3 separate regions of the Danio rerio genome follow, and regions 1 and 3 are each linked to region 2. The links are chromatin contacts, called in public Hi-C and Micro-C maps. All regions are on one chromosome and are shown on one strand. Each heading gives the region's core, a stretch centred on a gene start, on an enhancer-like site or on the middle of the called end of the contact. The rest is flanking DNA. Distances are from core to core; before and after follow the strand shown.

Region 1 (3,831 bases), core at 574-3,073, 200 kb before region 2:
CTGAGACTTGTCCTGATCGGAGTGACAGAATCTGGAAAAAGTGCTGTTGGCAATGCCATTCTGGGCAAGAAAGCCTTTGATGAGGTCGGGGTGAAGACACGAGTGTGTTTTGCACGTCAGGGTCTGGTGAGAGGACGCCAGGTGCAAGTGGTGGACACTCCAGGTTGGGAATGGTTCAAAGTCAATGGCTCCTCTACATCACTATGGTTCGTAAAGAAAGAGATGATGATGAGTATGAGTCTGTGCCAGCCTGGTGCCCATGCTCTGCTGCTGGTGGTGCCACTGTCATTCTCCTTCTCCCAGCGTGAGCGGCATGCCGTGGAAGAACACATAGAGCTGTTTGGTCAAGAAGCTTGGAGACACAGCTTGGTGCTCTTCACCATCTTAGACAGAAAGCAATTGCGTGGTTCCAGCCTAAAGCAAGAAGTAGAGTTGAATGTGGAGCTGTATAAGCTGGTTGAGAAATGTGGAGGCCGTTTCCATGCTTTGTACAGCAATCCCAAAGCGGGTGAGGACCAGGTGGCTGATCTTCTGGCTAAGATCACGAAAATGATGGAGACCAATGGAGAGACAATGATCTCAAGTAAAAATGTGTTGGAAAAGGTTAAAGAAATGGAGAAAGAAGAGGAGAGAAAACTGGAGGAAGAGCGAAAGTTGAAGGAAGAGAACCTACAGAAAGTACGAGAAGCACTGAAGGCAAAGGAGTTAAGAAGGTCAAGGAGGAGAATGGAACAACAGACACTGGATGGTAAGATAATATATGTCTTTATGGGTCAGAAAAAATTGACATTCTTGCTAATTTTGAAATAAAATGTGAAAAAAAGTCAATTAACTTTCCCAAAATGTATCATGGTTTTATTTTTATTTTTTTAAGTATGTTGCTATACTATCTATAGGCCAAACATGATGTTCAAGTTAAAAATATAGGTACACACGTTAATACATTTTTTACTAAACTTTTACAGTCAAAAAACAAAAACACAAAACATTGTTTTTCTTAAATGTCATGACAGAATTTTCAACCACCCTGTGGAGAAAATAATAATAATTTAAAAAAAAAAAACTAAACCAGCAGGTCTGACTGGCTTAATGATATTAACGTTAAACTTTCACCTGTCATGGTTTTAGAGTTTGGCTAATTTTTCAGTTCATTTCAAAAGCTTTTTACCCCTTCACCACCTAAACAGCAGTTTAAGCCTGGGACTAAAGTTAATTTAAGAAACTTTAGCTCAGAACAATCAGCTTAATGAAATTAGACTAGTTGTTTAGACTTTATTTTGGAGAGTTTTTTTAAACTAAAAGTTGTGACAAACAAATATTGACATTCAAAATACTATAACAAGAGCGTATCATACCGCGGTTATCAAACCTTGAAATATTAAACATGCCAGTGTTACTCACGTGTGTGGGGGCAAAAACACCTCGACGTCGTTTTCAGTCTTTCCTGCTCCTCCAGGTAACTATCACTGCAAAACTTACAGTATTAGCCTAAGCAGGGTTGTTGTATTTAAGTTAGATTATCGCCCAGTTTTTGCTGTCTTTTACTACGAGTTAAAGATATTTAAGCTGCAAATCAACAAGTCTGGCGTAGTTAGTTTAGTTGCTTTTTTAACGTAGCCATAATACTTTTCAACAGGCCAGACCAGCAAATATTTGGAGAACTGTTGTCAATGTTGTCACAAAAAATATGCAGCTAATTCCTGCAAGTGCATTATCATTATTTTCGCTTGTTTGTTTTTTTTCAGGTGTGGAGCAGAAAGGATGGGCTGGGGACAATCAGAGCAACAAGATTCCTCTCGATGAAGGCGGAAGTAACTCTCTTCTGAGCTGCAAACAACAGTGAAAGCTGGAAAAGGAAAAGATTGAAAAAGTACTCTTGCAACTTTCACAACTCACCGCCAGAGGCCGTCATTACTTCAAATATGTAACTGATACAGTTAACACAGCGTTAACTTGACAACAAAACTAACGTTATATTATTTTGTGAGCGACACGCGTTTATTGTTGGTACATTGATCCGATGATTAATGATTTGTGGGTCATTCCTGCCATTCGATAATATTTCAGCTTGAGCAAACTTAATTTTTAAAAGTGTATTGATTATATTTTAATAAATAACCTACATAATTAGGCACAATTTAAATAAATTTTTTTAAAAATCATGTTTTCCCAGCTCAGGCATTAAAGCCTTTATTTTCTGTTTTATTCTTATTTGGACACCCTTTATTCTCAACCTCGTAACGGACAAAACTGAATTGTTAATAATAGTATTTTACAAAGCTTTTGCTATAAAAACCCACATTTACCTATTGCTCATATGTCAAATAAATGTAATGGCTAAAATATACCATTTTTAAGTTTTAGATTTAAATTTGATTTAAGTTACAATTATACAATTTATGCATTCTTTGGTCCCTTAATTTTTTTAAAAAAGTTTTAAATTTAGATGTCTTACCCAACTGTCACCTCACAGCAAGAAGGGGTTAGTTGGCGTTTCTGTGTGGAGTTTGCATTTTCACGTGGGTTTCCTCCGGGCGCTCTGGTTTCCCCACAGTCCAAAGAAATGTGGTACAGGTGAATTGGGTAGGCTAAATTTTCCATCGTGTTTGAGAGTGTGTGAATGAGTGTGTGTGTGGATGTTTCCCAGAGATGGATTGCAGCTGGAAGGGCATCCGCTGCGTAAAAGTGTGCTGGATAAGTTGGCAGTTCATTCCGCTGTGCCAACCCCAGATAATAAAGTGACTAAGCTGAAAAGAAAATGAATGAATGAATGTCTTACACAAAACCACATAATGTTAGGCCCTATCATGGTGGTTGGTACTCAGCAAGAATTTTTTTCTATATTTAATTGTTTTCCTTATTTTATTTTCCAAAAAATAATATTAATTTCACAGGGTTGAGAATACAGTGACGAGGTTGAAGATTGTAACAGGTTTGAGGGGACAGTTTAATTAAAAAAAAATTTAATAACTAATTTGAAATTACATCTAAGACTTAACAAAAACACTTATTTACTTTAGTAAAACATTTAGCAAAGGCATTAATCACACTGGGATGAAATTAAACTTCATTAAACCAAACTACAGTCAAAATAAAAAAAAAATAAACTGTTGCAGGAAACTGGACCCTTAGTAACCTTTAAAAATGCTGATAAAGGCTTATGTTACCAAATATATTGCTTAACAGAACCTACAGTAAACAGTAGCAACAGGTAGCCATGTCTAAAACATTATTACCTGGAACATAAATAAAAACTGCAGCAAAAAAGTTCTTCTTAATGAAATTGTTAATGAAAATTCTTAATAATAATAATAATAATAATAATAAAATAAAATTATATAGCCAGATGGGCTGGTCTAAGTATTTCAGAAACTGCTGATCTACTGGGATTTTCATGCACAACAATCTCTAGGGGAAAAAATTATATAGTGAGCGGCAGTTCTGAGGGCACAAATGTCTAGTTGATATCAGAGGAGAATAGCCAGACTGGTTGCAGCTGATAGAAAGGCAACAGTAACTCAAATAACCACTCGTTACAACCGAGGTCTGCAGAAAAGTATCTCTGAACGCACAACACGTCCAACCTTGAGGCAGATGGACTACAGCAGCAGAAGACCACCAGGGGATTCAACCAGGGATTCCTAAACCTTTTGATAGCTTAACCCTCTATAATATTAATATGAATTATGCCCTTAATGACCCCCTCTCTAAAGCTGGGTAATTTTCACAGGACATAGAGATAAACAAACTAATCACATAATTAAAAAAAAATTTCTTAACTTTACATGTTCTGATTTTTTAGCTTTTCATTAACTGATGATGAAACTCGTG
Region 2 (4,464 bases), core at 897-3,396:
TATACCTGAAGGTGGTAGATGAGGGCAGGGGAGAACAAGAGGTTGGCACACAGTTCCTTCATAGCCCAGTGGGCCAGTGGAAGGAGACTGGGCACGGCTGCTTGCCCATCCTCATAAAAAAAAAGGGGAGGCATCGACAGCACTAGGTCATTTTGGCTCATGGCACGGTTTCTAAGGAGCCCTTTCCACCGGCCAGCGGAGCCCGGAGCTCATCAGGGCACGAGGCACCTGAGCGGAGCTGCACCATACCGACAAATTAGACTGGCTCAGAAAAAAACAACATTGTTTAATCTGGCCAGCTACCACCAGCTCCAGACTAAATATGCATGCACTGCGACCAGAAGTTGTTTAACTTACCAGTTCTTGTAGAAGCGACGCTTGCACTCATCACTGATGTGCTCAGCAAAGATGGTCTTGAATGAGCGCAGACCACGAGGGGTCATGACGTATCCAACAACACCCACCACAATCATGGGAGGAGTCTCCACAACGGTCACTGCCTCCACCACCTCCTTTTTGTTGACCTCTGAATGGGTTTAAAAAAAACAAAACTTTAAATTCTGCAATAAAAAAAAGTTTTATACAACCAGACTGATCAAAGATATTTTTAAAGTTATGCAACTGCTCTCAGTACTCGACATTCAGCAAGGGCTCATGGCCCAAATATGTCCGCCCGTCGAGAGTATCATCAATGGCAGACATAAAATTTCAGCATGCAAGAACTGAAGGGGTCACTCACTTGAGCCAGGTCTGTCGACCTCACGGACTATGTGGGTCATGCCAGCCTTGTAGCCAAGGAAAGCAGTCAGGTGAACAGGCTTGCTGGGATCATCTTTGGGAAAACTCTTCACCTTGCCACGATGGCGTTTGCACCTCTTGCGGGGCAGGAAACCCAGAGAGCCGTGGCGTGGGGCCGAAAATTTACGGTGAGACTAAAAGAGGGAAATGTAAATAAATTATAATGCTTCACAAAGGAGTGAATGAGATGCATGCAAATGTTAACCTTGCCAAAAAAAAAAAAACATGTAAAAAAGTTTTTGCAAGCATGTATTTTACAGTACGTAGTAAAAGAAAAAAAACTCAATATTTGTTAATGTTTTAAAATATTTATATTTGTTTTACCAAAATAAAGCAAAAGTGCCAATTTCACATTCTTCACATCCATAATGGTGTCATCTCCATAACTGCATAGCTTTATCCTCATGAATGCATTAAGTCAACTAAAATTAATTGTTTCTTCTATAGTGCGCAGACCCATCCTTTAGCATTATTTTGGGTTGTGCAATTAGCAGAATTTTTACAAAGTATGTTGTAACGTTTTTTAATCGCCTATAACACGTTTAATTTCCTCATTTAAATAACATTTAAAAACTCACAAATTTAACATTTTCTGACCCTGTAACTCTGTGGTTTGTCGATTTGGAAAGCATAAATTCTTGTAAGGTTTCAATAGAGTTAATTTCTGTTAAGTTTATTTTGAGATTTTACTGCAAATATATATTTAACAAATTGAACTAACGTTAAAACTCAAAACATTCCTTAACTTAAAAAACCTTATTTACCGTTATTGCAATTCACAACTTCACTCAGAAAAAAAAAACCATTGTACACAAAACTGTATCGCATATATGACTTTAAAATTACCATGAGAACGTTAAATACAAAAATACATATATAAAAGACACGGTTACTTTAACTTCTGGCTAATAAAACCGAGGCCTGACTCGCCGGCTGCCGCACAACGTGTGGAGACCGTGGCCATTACAAACACTTACAAAAAAAATTCTTTATTATTTAAGTAACAATCTTAGATTTCAGTTTTGAGATTAACAAAACCTTCAGTCGTGTATACTTGTTTTTAAGCCTAATTTAGACAAGAATGTTGCCATTTCCTCATACAGCCGAAAACCCGTGCGCCATGCGTAAAACCCTCTTACAACCTGCAATAAACATAATAAAACGCTTATCTGGCTTTAATAAATACAACACAAACTGGGATGTATCTGTAAAAAGTACGATGCGTTTGATTTTGATCGGGTTGTAAGTAAAAGCCGCACACTCACCATTTCGTCTCCTGTCCGATTAAAAGAGGGCGAAAGGAATGCGGCGCTTCCTTATAAAGCTGGAAGCACGTTCGACGTGTATGCGTCACAACTTGTGTCTTTCGCACAGACGTTATGATCCTCCAGTGGCGGCGTCGCCCTCTATGGGAGAGTAGTAATGAATTGGACTCCACACGTGGCTGAAGTATGTTGAAAGTGTGTAAAAAATCTCAATAGTTTTTAAATTATTTTAATCTTGATGTTTATTACTATCATTATCGGACGGTGTACGTGACTATCTAAAACAGTTTGCAAGCAGAATCAGTAACACATGAAGGGGAGTTAAAGGGATTGCTCACTTAAAACTATTTACTCAACCACATGATATCACTTTTTTAGGAGTTTATTTATTCTGTTGAACACGAAACAAGATAATTCCAAGAACACTGAAAAACCTGTAAAACTGACATCCATGGTAGTAAAATCAAATACCATGTGATTCAATGGTTACAGGTTTCCAACTCTGTTCAAAATATCTTTTGTGTTCAAAAGAAGCGAATAACTCACAAAACATTTGAAACCGGTAAAGGGGGAGTAATTGATAACTGAATTAAATTTTTTTGGGATGAACTATCCATTTAATTACAACTTTTATTTACTTCTACTGATTTTTGTTATATGTATCAGAAACTTCTGAGTAACGTAATTTCGATTCTTTATATGTCCTGTACATATGGCTGAATTGACAATAAAGCTGGCTTTGACTTAGAACTTTCAACAAGCACAGCCTCAGGTATTAAAAATTATTTTTTTAGACCGATTGTATGCCTGAAAATATTATAGAAGTCAATAGTTACTGGCCTTTAAATTTCATTGAAAAAATTTCTTCGTTTGGGTTTAATAGAAGCAAATAACTCAAAGGTTTGAAACATGTAAAGGGTGAGTAATTGATGACTGAATTAATTTTTAGGTGCTCTCTCTCTCTCTCTCTAACAACAACTTTTTTTTTTACTTCTACTGATTTTCATGTAATAATTATTATAAACATTCAGCAAGCACAGTCTCAGGCATAATAAATATTTCTTCAGGCACATTCAATCTCTATTATTTTACTGTTCATAAGCTACTCAACCACTCAAATAAAAAAAGAAAATACTCTCTTGTGTTGCTACGTGTTATGTACCATTAAATACCTTTTGTTATCAGAAGCACAGCAAAGCAAGCAGCCTGTTACTGAGATATATTTTTACCATTTAAAATAATGCATCAGTGTAAATGTGGGTAAAAATGTGATTTATTTTTTTAGGATGCCAAAAGCTGAATTCAACAAGCTACTCTGGTCTTTAGTGTCACAAAACCCATCAGAAAGCTTTCTAATATGCTGATTTGCATTTGGCATATCGATTAATTAATAAACAACTTTTTATTTTATTGATGATTTAGTAAAATGTAGAAGTAATAATAAATACACTCTGAGAATGTATTTCACTAACACTAATATTTTTCACTAACTAATAAAGTTAAATAAAAAATAAAAACCTATAACTCCACAGCATTAACAATAAACTAAGAAAGGACTTTTTATATATATTTTATTAGACAAAACATGAGAACTGTCTAGTCATTTCAAGTCAGCAGTGTGTTTTACATCAGTAGGTAGGTATCGCTTAATCTGAACTAAATGCAGTGAACATGTATAGTTAAAGACAAGAGATCCATTCATTAGCACATCCCTTGCCACAAAATAACAATAATAATAATTATAATAATAAAATTATTATTATTAATAATAAAGTGTTTTACATTCTCAATGCACCAAACAAAACTTAAAAAAAAAGTTCTAGTGACTTTCAGAGTCTAATGTCCCCACAAAGGACAAAGACTCCAATTTAAAAGAATCAAATAACAAACACAAAAAGGAACAATTAAATATCTGATTTTTGAATGAAATGTACTCTGAATCCCCTGCTGAAGTAGTAGCTGATGCATTCCTCCTGGGTTTTCTTCATCTTGAACAGCAGAGGGCAGAGCTGAGTCTTTAGTAAAAGGGAACCCATGCACTGCAGATACAACATCTTCATGTCCAACCGGCAGCCATTTCGTTGAGTGGGGAGGTAGTGATTCTGCCAGCATGCTTTGGTTTTGTTCCCCAAGGCATCACAGGGTTTGGAGGAAAACTGTGTGTTTACTTGATGCATCATAACTAAAGTCCGTGATCTCAGATGCATCAAACGTATTAAGTCAACTCTCACAGCTTTTATGTCTTTGTGCCAGTCAGTGGGCACTTCACCCAACAACTTAAGATTTTGGAGACTCTTCACCAACAGTGTTTGCAGTAGTTTGACAAGGAGTCCCACTCAGTTTCCTCGGCCTAGTTTTTGGACAAACCGCAGATCCTTTTGCCCAGCTCAAAGTCCACACC
Region 3 (3,822 bases), core at 318-2,817, 180 kb before region 2:
AAGTAAAAAAAAAAAACATTCCAAAGTGAATAATAGCATTGTAAATCCCCAAATGCATAGATTCTCATTTTGGACTCTTTTCGTCCACATGAGCCGAACTCATTTCATGACACTGTTATTTGCTGTCTTGAAAATATTTTTTTATTCACATGTACTTCAGCAGAGTAACATTTTAAAGGAGGGAGCCAGTGGTGAAGTTCACAAGTCTCAATCTGGCCATCTTTTGCTTGCGTACAATCTGTAAATAATTAGGAAAAAGAAGAGGGGAAAAAACATATATAGTTATTCATATTACACATGAACATGTATACTTGTGTAAAGTGTATATACATTAATCATAACTCAAAAATCAGTGTATAAAATTACTATTCTATACTAATATACTATTCTAAATTACTAAGTCTATTCTAAAGGTTTTATGTTTTTAAATTGTTTTAATATAATGTATACATAAACATGTCTGTGATATATTGTTTGCAGATGATTTTATTAAGATTAAGTAGTAGGCTTACTATAGACAGTGAACGTTGGCAGCTTGATTTTACAAACTGATAGTTTGTAGACGGTCCCTCAAAAAAGCGATGACGTCACCTCCTTCATAGAGGTAAGCGTGTTTTTCTACTCCTTTAAAACGCTGAGTTTGACAGAAAAGTGTGGCGTACATTTTGCTCATAATCGACTACAACGGTAAATAATTGAATTTGGATTCTTTACTTGCTGATTAACAAACTTATTGAACGCAGAGGTCGGAATGTGCGAATATAAAACCAACTTTACTTCTATCTAGTTTTTCTGCTTTCTGTGTTGCTGTTGTTGTTGTTTTGTTATATAACTTATCTCATCTGATGGACAAAAGTTAAGCTCCTTCATCTGGTTATAAACGAACTCAAGGATTTCACTCTGAAATGACTTATCTAAGTTAAGGGATTGTTCACTCAAAATGTACATTTCCACACAATTTACTCATAAACAATCAACCTTTAAGAATTTATTTCTTCTGTTCAACACATTAAAAGAGAATCTGAAGAATGTTGGAAAAAAACAGCTATTGACATCCATATTAACCAAAAATACAGTTAAAGTTAATGGCTGAATTTACCCAACAACAATGTCATATTATCTTCGTGTTTGTTTAACAGGAAAACAAACTCAAAAATTTAGCCCAATTGTTGACAGATAAATTACATTTAAGTAACTTTAACATATGGCAGCAAACAAACAACTTCGATCTAAAATATTACTTATATAAAATAACAGGCTACTCACCTGCTGTCCATCGTACAGCCTGCTATGCCGATGTAAACCTGCTAGACTGAGTAAAGAAAACTACAGGTAAATCTTTTGTTTATAATGGAGGAGACTTAGGTTTCGGTTTCTTTTCTCCATTTCAGTTGCTCCGCCTGTAACCAAGAATTCTGCGTCAATCAAATCCCAACTTGCTTCTCTCACGAAAAATAGTTCCACGTTGAATGTTATCAGTCGCCATCAGCCAAAGACAATATAAAGGCGCATTGTATGGCTGTGCTGCTGATGACTCCGTCAGACATTCCTGTGCTCACATGGCTTTTAGCGTCATGCGTTTGTTCAGTCCATAAGAGGGCGTTGAACCTCATGCAGTTAGGGATGTCCTGGTTTTGGGAAATATGTTTTCAGATTTTTTTTAAAAAAATTCATTCTCGTGAAAAGTGTGGCTTGGTTTTAAACGCTCACTGATGCTATGCAAAGATAAATTATGTAAATATTAAATACTTTTAAATAGTTCCATATGAGATATAAATGTTAAAAAAAGTACAAACATTATAAATGTCCATATTGCGGTGTAAGCAACCAGCCATGAAATTTTGTGCACAATTTGATATTTTTACATACTTTTTCCCAGTGATGGATTGCGGCTAGAAGGGCATCCGCTGCGCAAAACATATGCTAAATTGACGGTTAATTCCGCTGTGGCGACCCCAAATTAATAAAGGGACTAATGAATGAATGATTACTTTACTCTTGAATAATTATGCTGTTCAATGAGAGGGTACCCATCTTTTTAGATCCCGACACACTTTGTTAACAGGATTGCCTTTTTCAAATGAAAAGTAAAATAATATTAATAACAATAAAAATAACAGCAATAGCCCAGTTTACTTAAAATCATATGTATAACACATAAAAAATTGCATATTGCAAATATATTTAATTTGTTTTCTTAAGGTATGCGCAGTGTCCACATGAGGTCACCATTGAACAACTGTACGAGAAAAGATCTTTCGAGTTTCTCCAACTACACTGTATTCTATTCAGAGGGGCTCATCCCTTTGGCCTAATCTTCGCATTTGAAGGCTTTACCCAGCTTTAAAAGGTTAGGATGAAAGGATAGTGCATAGGAATGAGCCTTTCTGAATAGAACACAATGTTTGACACCAAACAACTTTTCTGCATTCATGGAGGCCTGAAGTATCCATCACTTGTGCCCTTGAAATCTTTCATTCTGAGAGCACTTCAAAGTGGCCAGTTTTGACCAGTGCAGTTTGGATGATTGTTTTCACTCTTTTAAGAGAGTGATAGGCTATACAGTATGCCATTTGGGATTCACTGCTTGTTATTTGTTTAGTTAGGGAAAGGATTAAAGATGCCATATATGTCCTGCAAATAATGTGGTTTCAACTAGGCATGGGATGATAACCAGTTTCAAGGTTTACAGTGATTTGCAAAAGTCAAGGTTTTAAAACCGCTAAAATGTTCTGTTATATCATTTCTAAGGTATTTGTAAGGGGTATGTTTTGTAAAGAAATCTGTGTTTTTGAAACTAATGAAGACAGCAGAAGTCAATTATTTATTTTAAATATTTAGCCTGACATTATTACTGTTCCAAATGTTTCCTGAAATAAAATATATTGTTTTCAATAGAGGGAAAGTTGTTGTTGGTTACCCAGACATTTAAAAATAATATATTTTAGAGCAGTAATCATAATACTGTGACACTGTAAAACCATGATATTTATACAGTCAGAAACTCATACTGGCCCATGCCTAGTTTAAACCATTTTGCCCCAAGTGAATTCCTAGCTAAAAATGTAAGAGTGGAGTAACATCTAAAACTTTTGTTGTTTTTGTTCTATAGGGGAGAGTGGGGACAAAGTTACACTTTTTGTTTTGGCCAAATAATGAACAAAGTAATGGGGTTAGATAAACCAATTTTTTTTTTAAATCAACAACACACAAGCCTCCCCTACAAATGAGCACTGATAGTATGATCGCCAGACCTATGGTTTCTTTGCAGTATTGCAAGAATTAGATGCTTTGTTTCCAGTGAGGACTATAGAGAAACTTGTTCATGGTTTTATCAGCAGCAGGGTGAATTACTGTAACAAACTCCTCACCGGCCTTCCCAAAAAAAACAGTCAGAGAGTTGTAGCTCATCCAGAACACTGTGGCCAGAATTCTAACCAGAATTAGAAAATCATACCACATTACACCTGTCCTCGGGTCTTTACACTGGCTCTGAGTTACATTCAGAATAGATTTTAAAATATAATTACTTGTTTATAAATCAATAAATGGTCTAGGGCCTCAATACATTACAGATATGCTCACTGAATACAAAACTACCAGAACACTCAGATCATTAGGATCAAGTAAGTTAGAAATTCCAAGAGTTCAAAGCAGGGTGAATCCGCCTTCAGTATACTCCTCCTGCTGCTGGAATCAACTTCCAGAAATGTTTAGATGTGCTCCAACAATAGGGCCATTTAAATCCAGACTGAAAACACTTCTGTTTAGCTGTGCCTTTACTAAATGAGCCCTGTGCTACATCCCACAGATCACACTATA

Evidence for each region. Hi-C and Micro-C count contacts between places; a contact is called where the count stands out from the background.
Region 1: a Hi-C map of hematopoietic stem cells shows a contact between it and region 2, with 2.4 times the contacts expected there. The contact joins the promoter of sult3st1 here to the promoter of rpl3 in region 2. A contact is called at or near these places in 4 of 18 Hi-C or Micro-C datasets (caudal fin, embryo, hematopoietic stem cells and 1 more) and 1 of 4 datasets of contacts at active chromatin or transcription factors (caudal fin).
Region 3: a contact with region 2 is called in a Micro-C map of caudal fin, with 5 times the contacts expected there. The contact joins the promoter of apol here to the promoter of rpl3 in region 2. A contact is called at or near these places in 2 of 18 Hi-C or Micro-C datasets (caudal fin and fibroblasts) and 1 of 4 datasets of contacts at active chromatin or transcription factors (caudal fin).

The regions. Positions count from the first base shown.
Region 1 is chr3:28,417,262-28,421,092 of GRCz12tu, forward strand. It overlaps sult3st1 (sulfotransferase family 3, cytosolic sulfotransferase 1), which reads right to left and starts at 1,824. Exons shown (of 7, transcript XM_682056.9): 1 at 1,402-1,824. It overlaps LOC798736, which reads left to right. Exons shown (of 3, transcript XM_021473977.3): 2 at 1-748; 3 at 1,746-3,103. The coding sequence ends at 1,843.
Region 2 is chr3:28,617,427-28,621,890 of GRCz12tu, forward strand. rpl3 (ribosomal protein L3) reads right to left here and starts at 2,147. Exons shown (of 9, transcript NM_001001590.1): 1 at 2,064-2,147; 2 at 740-932; 3 at 358-526; 4 at 1-5. The coding sequence starts at 2,066. slc25a39 (solute carrier family 25 member 39) reads right to left here. Exons shown (of 12, transcript NM_200486.1): 12 at 3,617-4,464. The coding sequence ends at 4,451.
Region 3 is chr3:28,435,059-28,438,880 of GRCz12tu, forward strand. It overlaps apol (apolipoprotein L), which reads right to left and starts at 1,568. Exons shown (of 5, transcript XM_001339206.10): 1 at 1,267-1,568. The coding sequence starts at 1,277. It overlaps LOC101886115, which reads left to right and starts at 573. Exons shown (of 5, transcript XR_012401033.1): 1 at 573-604.